Linked DNA regions of Zea mays: region 2 is linked to region 1. Evidence: chromatin contacts called from public Hi-C data. All regions are on one chromosome and are shown on one strand. The core of a region is the stretch at or near the end of the contact, and the rest is flanking DNA. Distances in the headings are between cores, read along the strand shown. Region 1 holds the start of LOC100217221 (squamosa promoter-binding protein-like (SBP domain) transcription factor family protein). Region 2 holds the start of LOC100283122.

Region 1 (6,366 bases), core at 2,401-4,900:
GATGGGACGTCGGTCTTGTTCCCCGTAGCCTGAGCTAGCTAGGAGTGGGGTAATGATGCCCCCCTGTGACGTGGTCGGTCCGAGCCCGAGGTCGGGCGAGGCGGAGGCTCCTCCGAGGTCGAGGCTGAGTCTGGGCCCGGGGGTCGGGCGAGGCGGAGACCGTCGTCCGAGGTCGAGGCTGAGTCCGAGCCCTGGGGTCGGGCGAGGCGGAGACCGCCTTCTAGAGTCGAGGCTGAGTCCGAGCCTTGGGGTTGGGCGAGGCAGAGTCCGTCTTCCGAGGTCGAGGTTGAGTCCGAGCCCTGGGGTCGGGCGAGGCGGAGTCCGTCGTCCGAGGTCGAGGTTGAGTCCGAGCCCTGGGGTCGGGCGAGGCAGAGTCCGTCGTCCGACGTCGAGGTTGAGCCCGAGCTCGGGGGTCGGGCGAGGCGGAGCTTCCTATGGCGCCCGAGGCTGGACTTAGCTGCTGTCAGCCTCACTGTGTCGAGTGGCACAGCAGTCGGAGCAGGGCAGGCGACGTTGTTTTCCTGTCAGGTCGGTCAGTGGAGCGGCGAAGTGACTGCGGTCACTTTGGCCCTGTCGACTGAGGAGCGCGCGTCAGGATAAGGTATCAGTCGATCCTTGCATTAAATGCTCCTGCGATACGGTCGGTTGGCGTGGCGATCTGGCCAAGGTTGCTTCTCCGCGAAGCCTGGGCCTCGGGCGAGCCGAGGGTGCGTCCGTTGCTTGAGGGGACCCTCGGGCGAGACGTGAATCCTCCTGGTCGGCTGCCTTTGCCCGAGGCTGGACTCGGGCGAGGCGAGATCGTGTCCCTTGACTGGACGGAGCCTTGACCTGAATCGTGCCCATTAGACCTTTGCAGCTTTGTGCTGATGGGGGTTACCAGCTGAGATTTAGGAGTCTTGGGGGTACCCCTAATTATGGTCCCCGACAAATGGGTAAGTGATAACGTTAAATCATGTTTGTTTTAGTCTAACCGTAATCAGATATCATACTAAAAATTGATATCGGACTATTCAAACTTGTTACCGTCCGTAATCGAGTGTAAACCATTACTATTATCTTTTACGTTACATTTCGTGAACCAAACAACACCTCAGATAGATGTGGCTTTTTTTCGAGAGTAGCATTATAAACGACCTATTACAGTCCATTCTAGAGTGGCATAAGCGTGACAAAAGTTGCATACGGACAAGCAAGAAAGCAGATATTATGTGGCCAATCATTCCATGCTATAGCTCTTCCCCTCCGTGTTAATTTTGCAAACTAATGAAGAGGCCGCGATCATGTGGTACGTAGTGCAATATATCTTTCACCTTTCAATCTTTCATCCCTTTTATTCGTTTCTTTTTCTAGAGCCATCGATCCTACGCCCAGCAACAATGTCAGGGACAAACAAACCTACCAACCGGCCCTATGTCCTGACTCCTGAATCCTGAGGGCTGAGGACACCAAAAAAAAAACTCGTGCACAAATTCCCATGAAGGTCTGGAGCCACATGTGGCGACAATATGCAAGCTGACGCCATATAATATTGATTAAAAAAAAGGAATGTACTTGTGTTGGAGAAATGGACCATGCATGCACCAACTCTCTCTCTCTCTATCTTTCTTTTGGAGAAAAGAATTGGACCAGATCAGAGGGATCCGGGTTCTGGTGAGAGATGCAGTTGGAACATGCTGGGATCTTGGATTTTGGGGGGAGATATTAAACTGGTATTCAAGTGCAACCTTTGCTGAGGAATTTCGCTATGGAATCAGACTGTGTGGTCTACCCATGTTGCAATGTTTTGCGAGCTTTGTGGATAAGAATAAGATATATATTTGCTAACCGTACTTTTCCCTGACAGCAGGGAGAGAACTGAGAAGCGTCAAAGGCAATTGGATATTTCTTGTCGACGCGCGCAGATCGAGTATTTTATCATGCATATATCCTCTTTAGACGAAGCACATGCGTTTGGATTTGGAACTGACATGAACGGGCATATTAAAAGCCACCTAGCAATTAGCTTAACGATCGAGGTAGTACTAGCATGCACGCATTAGGGACGTGTTTGGTTCCAAAGGCAGGCTAGCTTTGATTCGATACACTCCAAGAAACATGCTAGGCCCAGCGAGCCAAATTCGCTCTGTGTCCGTGGTCTCCAAAAATTATTATTTTTTTGAACGAGAGGCATACTAAATTCATGTTTTGAAACACATGGACTGCTTAAAAACTCAGGGACTGTATGGGAATGTAGTTTTGAAATACTGTAGTTTTGAGATACTTATAATTGTACATGACATAAATACTACGGTACTGTAAAACTACAGTATTGTTCAAAACCGAAATCTGTTTGGTTTATTGGAAAAACAAAGTATATGTAGAAAGAAAGAATAAGACTGGGGTCCTAAGTGGAGTTTCGAAAACTCCAAAAATACCACAGTTTTGGATACACCATGGTATTTAAAAATGAGTTTTTGACTGTTTAAATCAAACACCTTTTGAGCTCCAATATTATAGTATCATCAAACATTATAGTATTGTTTCAAAACTGCAAAAATACTACAATTCAAAACAGGGCCTCAAGCTGTTTCCAATTGCTATATACGTACTCCTATGTAGCAAATGGATCGATCCGTGGAACAATAACATGCATTTGCAGCTCCAGCTTTCTTCTGACTAGACATATTTCGAGGATTCGCCGCTGGAGATAGAAAAAAAAATCGAAATTACTTGCCTTTTGACGGATGCATGGATCAGACTAGCTACGTGACCAATATAGTAATCCGATTAACCATCACGTACGCACTATTTTAGCACAGTAGCCTCGCAATCATGCTGAACAGAAGTTTGATTTTTTTTCCCTCCTCCCTTAGGCCATGTTCGTTTGATCCCAAAACCATAGGGATTGAGGGGGATTGGAAGGGATTGGAGAGGATTTTGACTTGTAGGGGATTTAATCCCCCTCAATCCCTATGGATTGGCACAAAACGAAAAGGGCCTTAGGAGGAAAGTAACATTATTATATTTTCAAACAATCCAGCTTCCCAAACTATTGTAGCACAGTGCCTTCACATGCTCCTCAGTCACACACACATGACTACATGAGTGAGCTACCACACTGTTGTTTTTAAGTATAGAGAGAGAGAGAGAGAAAGAGAGAGAAAAAAACACTAGTCGCTCTACTGTAGCCCAGCCCTTGATGACACTCATTAAACCTTCCTCAGTCCTCTTCCCCCACTCAACCAACCTCGCTAACAAGAAGCCAAGAGAAGTAATGCCCACCCGTCTCCTCTGCTGCAAGCTAGCTAGGGAGGGCCGGCCAAAGCAAAGCACTGCAGGCGGCGGCGAAGACCCCCCGAACCAACCCCCCCTCCCCCCAATAATTGCGCGCAGCAGCACAAGGGTTCCATGCTGGTGTTAAAGGATGAACATGGCACCTGGCGCCCGCTGCGGGGCCCGTCGCCTTTAGAATCCCTGTCAGGGGATTGATGGTGGCCCTGATGAATGGCTACTGCAAGCAATGTTGCATTTCGCAGTGGAACGAAGAAAAACAAATCCATACAAAAAAATAGTTTTTGTTTTTGTTATCGTAATAATAGAATAGTGGAGTCGAGTGATTAGTATAAGATGGGCATGCATCCATCCACTGATCCACGCCCTCATCAGTTGAGGTCTGAAAGCTGAGCTGAGCTCTAGCTGATAGAGGTAGCCCTCCACACCACACCACTCGCAATCCACACAACTACACTGATACACCTGCGCTGCACTTGCCTCTGCGAGCACGTACTGGCTGTGGCTGTGCCTGGCCTCCTCTTCCTCGGTGGTGGTGGTGGTGGTGGTGCACTGGTGCTGGTCTTGCGCCTGCTTGTTCGGTTGTTCCTCACTTCCACTTCCACGGCTCCCCTCCCACCAAGCAGACTGCAGTAGCACATCCCCCTCCGCGCACCACTCGCTTCGACACCACCGGGCACCGCCCGGCATCTAGCTCTAGCGGCAGCTCATCTCCCTCCCTCTGGCTGGCTGTTTGTTTCTCTCTCTCTCTCCTCCCCATCAGGATAAGCTCAGCAGCCCCCCCTGCTGATCTGCGGCATTTGCCCTGTTCCCGTGCTCGATTTGTTCGCTTCTGTGCGCGCGCGGTGGTGCCCAGGCAATAACTCCCCTCGGTGTCTGGCTGGCTCGTTGCCACCCTCCCCGCGGCAGAGCGGCCTATAGGATGAGAGGGACAGGGGAACCCAACAAACCGGCCGCGGCACTGTCCTGGCCGTGAAAGACACGCACACAGAGCTCCAGCTCGGCCACGGGCACGGGCACGGGCACGGGCACGCGGCGCCTAGCTCTGCACTGGCCGACGGGGAAACGGTCGAGCTTGCTATCCATCGCCCGCGCCGTTCCCATTCATGGATTGGGATCTCAAGATGCCGGTTTCCTGGGACCTGCCCGACCTGGAGCACGACGCCGTGCCGCCGCCCATCGCCGCCGCCGCCTCCGCCGCGCCTTCCCCCGCGGCGGCGTCGGGCATTGCCGCCGCAGCTGCTGGGCCTCCCCCCGCGGCGGCACCGCGCGGGGCGCCGAGCCGGGCGGAGTGCTCCGTGGACCTCAAGCTCGGCGGGCTCGGCGAGTTCGGGGCTGCGGACGGGACGAAGGAGCCGGTAGTGGCAGCGGCCGCGGCCGCGGCCGCGGCGCCGCCGTCCGCTAGCCCGATGAAGCGCCCGCGCTCGGGGCCCGGTGGCGCCGCCGGGGCGCAGTGCCCGTCGTGCGCGGTGGACGGCTGCAAGGCCGACCTCAGCAAGTGTCGCGACTACCACCGCCGCCACAAGGTCTGCGAGGCGCACTCCAAGACGCCCGTCGTCGCCGTCGCCGGCCGCGAGATGCGCTTCTGCCAGCAGTGCAGCAGGTATATACGCCAACTCCAGTTCCAGGCCAAAGCCAATCCCATCCCTTCTCTTCTCTCAATTCACTTCATCTGAAAACGTCGATGTAATTGCATGAACCTGCTGCTGGTTGCCTGGAATTCTGGAAAAGGGTCGCTTGCTTGAATTGTTGAAAATTGGTACTACCAATCAGCAAACCGACTGATTTACACCCAGACATCTTTTCTCCACAGCTTTTACTTTTTACTGCTGATTATTCCTTGCCTTCCCCTTTGTTCAAAGTGAAAATGCCAAATCAGTTCTTTCTTTTGCCCTGCCTCCCTCCCTCTCTCTCTGCTTCAGAGTTCAGATTCTCGCCAATTGGTCACCAACAGCCACAGATATGATGAACTTGAGCTTAAAAATTAGCCTACACCTGCCTGAGTGGCTGTTTTGCTTCAATCAGGGATGCACAGCTTTAACTTTCCCGGCTCCACTTTTTCAGCCTTTTCATACGAACGTACACCGATCTTTTCCCTGTTTCCCTTTTGCATGTCAACAAGTATTGCCTGAATTAACACCACCTCTTTTTCTACTTACGCATACCAGCTTTCTAACCCATCAGTGAGAACCAACCATTACCCGGCAAAAGCCAGGATCATCTTTTCTTGTAGCAGGCTTGCAATTGGTGTTTCTTCACCTGACCTCCTCACACCTGTATAGCTTTCGTCGTCTTCGGCTAAGTTTAGAAGTGAAAACGATGAATTGGAACTTGTACCTGGGATGAGGTTCTGAATCAGTCATCAAATTGGTGCTTCTCTGCGCCAGTACAAAACACAGAGGACGCAGGATCTGTGCAGTAGTTTTTTGCTTTGACAAGAACCCTCAAATCTTCAAGCCCCATCTTTTCAAGTTGTTGCATACGTACCTTTCTGAAAACCTTTCCTTGCTGAATTAATAATGAGATCTGTATGTTTCTTGCATTTTTTGTTTTCATGTATCCTTTCCGCGCAACAGTATTTGTTCTGTTTTTTTTTGTGGGTGTGGGGGCTCTTTATGCTTAGGGATGTTGAACGTGAACCTCTTCTATTTAATTTCCAGCAGAAACTGGCCTACCACATCTACCTTGCTTGCTCCTGGTCTGCTAGGTGCTGGCCATGTACAACCGCATTCATGTGCAGGGAGGGCAATGTAACATGCCTGAGACGTAGGAATTTGCTATTTGAGAGACAGTAAGCGAACCTTTTTCTGCATGGTTAAGGGTGTAGCTATTTTGCCTGTTGAGTCTCTGTTTAACCACTAAGACCTTGTGTCAGCCTCTTAGGAGGCAGCTGCTTCAAGTACTACACACATTTCACATGTCTGTGCCACCTTTTATATGTTGACCAACTATCTGTGTATCTGAGAGTACCTTTAAACAATGCAAATACAGTGTGCACTTGTTTGTTCTTCCGAAATTTTTTTATTTTTCAGTGGGGCTGCAAGAGCCGCTTTCCCAATGATTGATTACCTTGTGTAGCTAGTAGAGCAAAGCGAG
Region 2 (6,296 bases), core at 129-2,628, 290 kb after region 1:
GCTTCCGGTAGCAGCAGTAGAGCACCATCTGGATGCACCCGAAGAAGAAGCCGCCCACGTTCGGGAGCTGCATGCATGCAGAACAAAGAATCACTCACGTCCATCGACTTATTATTGCATGCTTCTCACAATCTCACGTTCGTAAATCGTAATCATGCGTCGCATGGCGATTTGGTGACCGTACCGTGACGTAGGGGTCCTTGGTGAAGAGGCCGTACAAGAACCAGGCGACGGCGCTGAGGGTGAGGAAGAAGGAGAGGGTGAAGGGCATGAACTCGGCACTCTTCGTCCTGATCACAACGAACTGATGTACGTACGTATGCACAGCATGGACCCGCATGCACGTCAATCAAATGCATGCAAATATATATGAGATATACGCATATATGCGTCGAGCGAGCGAGCTTACGATGACGCTCAGGGGGGCGACGAAGACGGCCATGGAGAAGGCGAGGCAGACGCTGCCGAGCACCCTGACGCGGTGCGGCTCCGCGACGAGCACGACGGTGACGACGGCGACGAGCGAGAAGGCGGCCACGTCGAGGAGGAGGAAGGAGGCGAGCGCCCTCAGCCTGGCGCCCCGCGGCGCGTAGACGAGGTAGAGGAGGATGTAGGCGGCCTCCACCACGCACCCGAAGGCGTTGATGGTCAGCAGCGGGCTGGAGTTGGTCTTCACCAGCGCGTACAGGATCCACAGCGTGCAGCTGAACAGAGCCACCACATACGGCACCGAGCTGAACCCCTCCGTCGACTTCTTCCGGTACACGCGGAGGAACGTCGGCCTGCATGCATGCACAAGTTCATTCATTCATTCGTTCATTCATATACGTGGTCTGCAGATCCCTATTTCATCAGCAGTGCTCACAGCAACTTTTAGCTAGGGCAGATGCATGCATGCTCGTGTGTATATACAGTGCACTTACACTGGTGCGAGGAACACCAGAAATGAGATGATGTTGCCTGCAGGAAATTAACAAAGGAAGATACATATCATATGGGAATTTCTGTCAGTAAACCTGTGGGAATATTTTCACTCGGTGTAAAAAAAACACTGATGAGTGATGATGATGACGACGACGAGCAATCGTTTGGCACGCATCATGCCATCGATCATGCTGCCATGCATGCAAGTCGTATCGTACGGTGAGAACGAAATCCAGCATTCCTGGTGCACAACACAGCACAGGCAGCAGCGTACCTAGAATGCCAAAAACAGAGGCCCATGGGTGCTCCATGGAGAAGAGACCTCCTGCCATTGCGACAGTAACACGCACAGGCAAGCCGAAACCCTATACACTGGTGTGTCTCTGTTCTTCTCTTTCCCTTGCAGGGGAAAGATCAGAGACCAACTTTGCTCCTACGCCACTACACTCTTGCCCCTGTATGCGATGAATCACATTGTGCAGGGAACCACTGTTTATATAGAAGAGCTCTGGGTCACATTAGTTACCGCGTGTATGTTACCCTACTTATTAGGTTGGTTCTAGTGCTGGTCGATATCAATTGCTGACGTGGTGAATGTGTCGGTCAATACCGACTAGCTCGACTTTAACATCGATTGATTCGGTTAGCCAATTGATTCGGTTAGCCAATTGATGGGCATGTCGACCAATCGGTCTGGTGCATACCAATCGTATTGAGGTCGAACCCGTCGATATCTCCGCGTACTGGAGATCGATCGGTACCGACCCGAACCGATCACCTGTTGTTATATGCCATCTCTTGATTGGTTCACATCTTTTGGACGTTTGAAGTTCAAGTTTTTTGGAAAAAAAAACTTAGATGCGTCTTGGGGTGTTTGGGTTCCATTCACACCCCCCACACTCTCCAATTTGTTTGTCTTTCTTTATATTGTAGCCTACTACTCTATATTCCAAAATGAATCTCAGGTGAAGTTTGAACTTTGAAACCTTTATCGATTTGCTTAATACGACCAATTTCTATAATGTCTCGACACCCCGTATGTCTCCTTTAATGGTCTTGCTCTCATACATCAACGTTAGACGGATGATTCTGTCGTCCATCCTTGTTCCCTGAACCTCTCTTTTCATACTCGTATCCTCCTCCTCTGTATCCCTACCAACTATCCATGAATCCTCCTCCGTATATCCCTGCCAACTACCTAAGGGAAGAAAAGCACACAACTCAAATATCATGATTCTAAATTAGACAACCACAGACAAGGTAGTCTTTGTGTTGTACATATAGTTTTAACTGAACAAAGTGCGCTCAGCTGTACCCACACTTAGTAGAGATCGAGCTAAATGAATCAATAGCGGATTATTCCTTCTAACTTGTATATATAAACATCTAGAGCTGCAGCCCTATCTCAATCTGCTATAGCAGTGACTATATAACAGAATATCTAAAACCTTTCTAACAGCTAATAATCTCTTCTTCTTTCTTAAGTGATAGCTTATAGGATTTGGCTATAGTAAAGTCTGCACAGAAGAAGACAATAACTAACGTACGTTTCCGGACGTAAAACCACTGACGCGCAGGGTCGTTTAGACCTGGCCCCGTACATCAATGATCAAAGAAGCTTCTACTAGCTAGTACTTAGCTAGATCTAGACCTCCAATGGCTGACGGACACGTATCCACACTCTCCGGCAATAGAGATGATGAATAGCTCAGCATGCATATATATGTCGTGTTGACGCGTACATGAGCCGAACGGCCGCGTCCGCAAACCCTCTCTTTCGCTTTCACTGGTGCCTGGTGGTGACTGGTGAGTATGTGCGGCCAGGGTTAGGCCCTTTATTTTCCCTTCCACTTGACGCACACGTGTGTGAATTGTTGTCCGTCGCACATGCACGTGTGCCGATGTGTATGCATGCATGCATGCATGGTTCGGTCGACGTTTCAGGGCATGTACAACCTAGATACAGCTGCACGGTACTCCAAGTATAAGACACAGCTAAAACACAACATAATACAGTGGTCATGTCTAAAACATGTGTCTTATCATATTCATTGTACCAATCAAAACATTCAATAAATTAAAGTGACCAATCAGATAGTCTCCTGTCTCGAATATAGAGCTAAGACACTGTGTCTTCGTCAAGATACGTGTCTTGAGATTTTTTACATTCACCCCCCTAGACACACTCTAAGACACAACTTAAGACACCCATTGTACATGCCCTCATACGCACTTCGCAGTGCGGAGCGATATTCGTATTTCTGTACTAAGGGCATATATATAAGAGAGATCTGTTTTCTATAGGGTTAAGTACAAAAAAAAATCAAGAGATAAGTTACTCGCGAAGAGTCCGTCTCTTCACGACTTTTTACAAATATTATCTCTTAACTGCACTAATATTCTAGTGGTTCAGACTTTAGAGTTGTAGTTGTATGATGCGGTTTCTTAGACGTCTCTTCTACTTAAAAAAAACCGAGCAAGGGGACACTAGGTTATACCTGCTCTAGTAAAGTTACCAAACTCTCGGCATCGTGGATTCATAGACCGGCCATTGATCGGACCCTAGTTGCAGGTTTACAGCTGCATCGCATCCGCTCGCAGGCGGAAGAATGCCTGCCTTCCTGGCTTCCTGCTGGACGCTGGTGCCCGCCCGGTTCACATTCACTCGCGCCTACACCCTACCACTACCAGCTGAGATCCGGGCGTCCATCAGCTGCTGCCTGCTGCCGCTAGTGAACAATAATGCAGCGGCTGCCGAACCGCGCGCGCCTCTCGCCTTTAGAAAGGAGAAAGTCGGCGAGGGCTAGAAGTGCCTGCCGCTGCCGGAGTGGAGAACGATCGTGTACGGGGAGGGAATCTTTGCCGGCCGGTCAGCACCAAGCATGCAGCATTTCCTCGAACGGGAGAGAAGGCAAAGGCAGCGGGGCAAGTTGTTGCAGGATCTGTCTGGACACAGCAGCAAAGCCCTCGCACGCGCCCTGGTTTGCTTGGTGCTGCGTTGCGTGCTTCTCCTCGTATCGTCTGACTCAGACTCGACCATCGATCTGTATCCTCTTTCGCTGCTCACTGCAACTTTCCATGCTAGGGACGTTTTGGTATTATTGCTTGCGCGTTCTATCTGGGGAGTCTAGGACGTGCTCACACATTAAAGTATCCACCATGTATATGTGTAGCATCTGTCTACTAGTGGTAGCGTAGGAAGGGATCGTACCTTAAGTGCGGTGCTGTCGTGGCCTACTTGTGTCCGGAGAGCAACAGAGATTCCATCGTCCCTGAACATCCGCACTGACCATTCATTCACACAGGGGATATGATTGGGCCGGCTCGACTTCCCGCTACATGCTCATAAAAGTGAATAGAAAGCCCGCGCGACTCCGTTCCAACACAGTGCAAATCTGAAGGGCGTGAAGAAACTAGAATCGCGAAAGCCAAACATGACAAATCTTCTCTGCAGGCAATTCCGATTTGCAAAGATACATATATACAGTGGATAATCCAAACAACAGGGGGAGTTAAGGGGCTCTTCTGTTATTTTTGCTTAAAACACCAAACGGGAAGCAAACCATCAGAACTGATGCGCTCTCAGGACAACTGAGTAAGAAAGCACTGCAGACGTATATCCTAGGTGGAGTGGAGTGAAAGCACATGTGCACAGAGAGCGCCCAAAGGTCGCTTCTTCGTTGGTGGTATCAGGCAGGTTTCACAAGAAGATGCGTCAAAGACGTGGCGTAGCTTGCTAGTGAGCTCCACTGGTTGTGCCATGGGCACTGCTAATGGAGCCCCAGTGAGAATCTCCGGTCCCCATCTGCACAGCAATGCTGTCCACGGACTCCGAGGTCCCGCTTCTGTGACCCCAACTTGATCGCCTCGAATGCATACCAGCCCTCCCTTCCACAAGCTCAGGAAGGGCATCTCTGCTCAGATCCGGGGACGCATGGGCTATCCTGCCTTCTTTCTCGTCCAGTAGACCCCCTAGACCAACCTCCAAGTCCCTGATATCAGCTGCTGACCGAGGTTCATCCCATGATACTGGCTTCCTACTCAATTCGAAGTCCCCAACAGGTTTATCCATGTTTAGACTCATGAAACCCCTTGCTGGCGCACGCGATTGCTGTAAACCTTGCTCTACTGGGACCCTGGCTCGGAAGTTGTTCTTGGAAGGAGGGACTGCGGTGCAGAATATCTCCATGAAGTTGTTCAAGATCCCTATGTTGTACGGGTTGGCCCGCCGATCATAGCGATATCTGAAGTTCTCATAGGTTGTCTGCGTAGTATAGGAAAAGTGATTACAAATTCCTAGCAATATGCTTACAGGTAAAACCAATTATATTAAAAAGTTGACAGGGTGCCAACCTGGTTGGTGCTCATGAGATAGAAATGGAAAACAGACAGACCACCCACAAACCACACACAGATGAAGCAGTATATGATCAGAACAATTGATGCTGGAGTCTTCAACATTGCTTTCCAGATCGACGACTGTTCTGCGTCTCTAATCTTGATAATGTACACCCAGCAGAAACCAAATACATAAAGGCACAGTAATGTTGTAGAGAATACAAACATATAGAAGAACCGATAATTGCGCTGCAGCAGATAAACGTGCAGTTAGCAACAAATAACAAAAGCTGCTGTTAATTACAAAAAAACACTGAGCAATCTGCGGACAACAATACTGAATGCAATATCAAAATGCTGAGATATATCTTCAGATAAAAATACTGGATGAATATTGAACTGCTGATCAAACTTCTGATAGCAATACTGGATGCAATATCAAAAATGCTGAGATATATAGTATTGAAATGCTGAGCAACCTTCTAATAACAATACTGGATGCAATATCAAAATGCTGAGATATATCTTCAGATAACAACACTGGATGGATATTGAACTGATGAGTGCTCTTCTGTTAACACTACTGGATACAAGTTTAATCTGTAATGCATATTGCAACAACACTGTGAAACTATTCAAGGTATTCCCAAACTTACCAATCCTATGCATTGGCCAACCCAAGGGCAGTGGTGGTCAAAGCGCTCCACACAGTTATTACAGATAGAGCAGTGTGAGCATCGAGGTGGTCTGTACAGCATGCAGGTGTCACAGTACTTGACCTTCACAATGACCCCATTTACAATAACATCCTTTGTCCGTGGCAACCGCAATTGTTGTGGTGTCTGACCATTTCCAGCATCATTGTTCATTTCAATAGCGTCAGTTTCAGGAGGATGGGTGTTACGAGGCACTATACCAGGATCTCTACCAGAGGTAAGAAGCAGCAATGTTAAATCCTGGAAAACAAAAGAAATAAGGTTTAGTCGAAGGAGTACAGAAAAGCACAGTATCTCACATTGTTGATGGATTAATTT

What was found. A called contact is a pair of places that touch in the nucleus more often than the background predicts.
Region 2: a contact with region 1 is called in a Hi-C map of leaf, with 5 times the contacts expected there. The contact joins the promoter of LOC100283122 here to the promoter of LOC100217221 in region 1. A contact is called at or near these places in 2 of 25 Hi-C or Micro-C datasets (leaf and tassel).

The regions. Positions count from the first base shown.
Region 1 is chr7:142,904,913-142,911,278 of Zm-B73-REFERENCE-NAM-5.0, forward strand. LOC100217221 (squamosa promoter-binding protein-like (SBP domain) transcription factor family protein) reads left to right here and starts at 3,651. Exons shown (of 3, transcript NM_001359706.1): 1 at 3,651-4,873. The coding sequence starts at 4,377.
Region 2 is chr7:143,197,115-143,203,410 of Zm-B73-REFERENCE-NAM-5.0, forward strand. LOC100283122 reads right to left here and starts at 1,379. Exons shown (of 5, transcript NM_001369349.1): 1 at 1,199-1,379; 2 at 924-960; 3 at 410-782; 4 at 185-304; 5 at 1-67. The coding sequence starts at 1,256. It overlaps LOC100284840 (protein S-acyltransferase), which reads right to left. Exons shown (of 5, transcript NM_001157735.2): 3 at 5,919-6,218; 4 at 5,278-5,511; 5 at 3,431-5,188. The coding sequence ends at 4,661.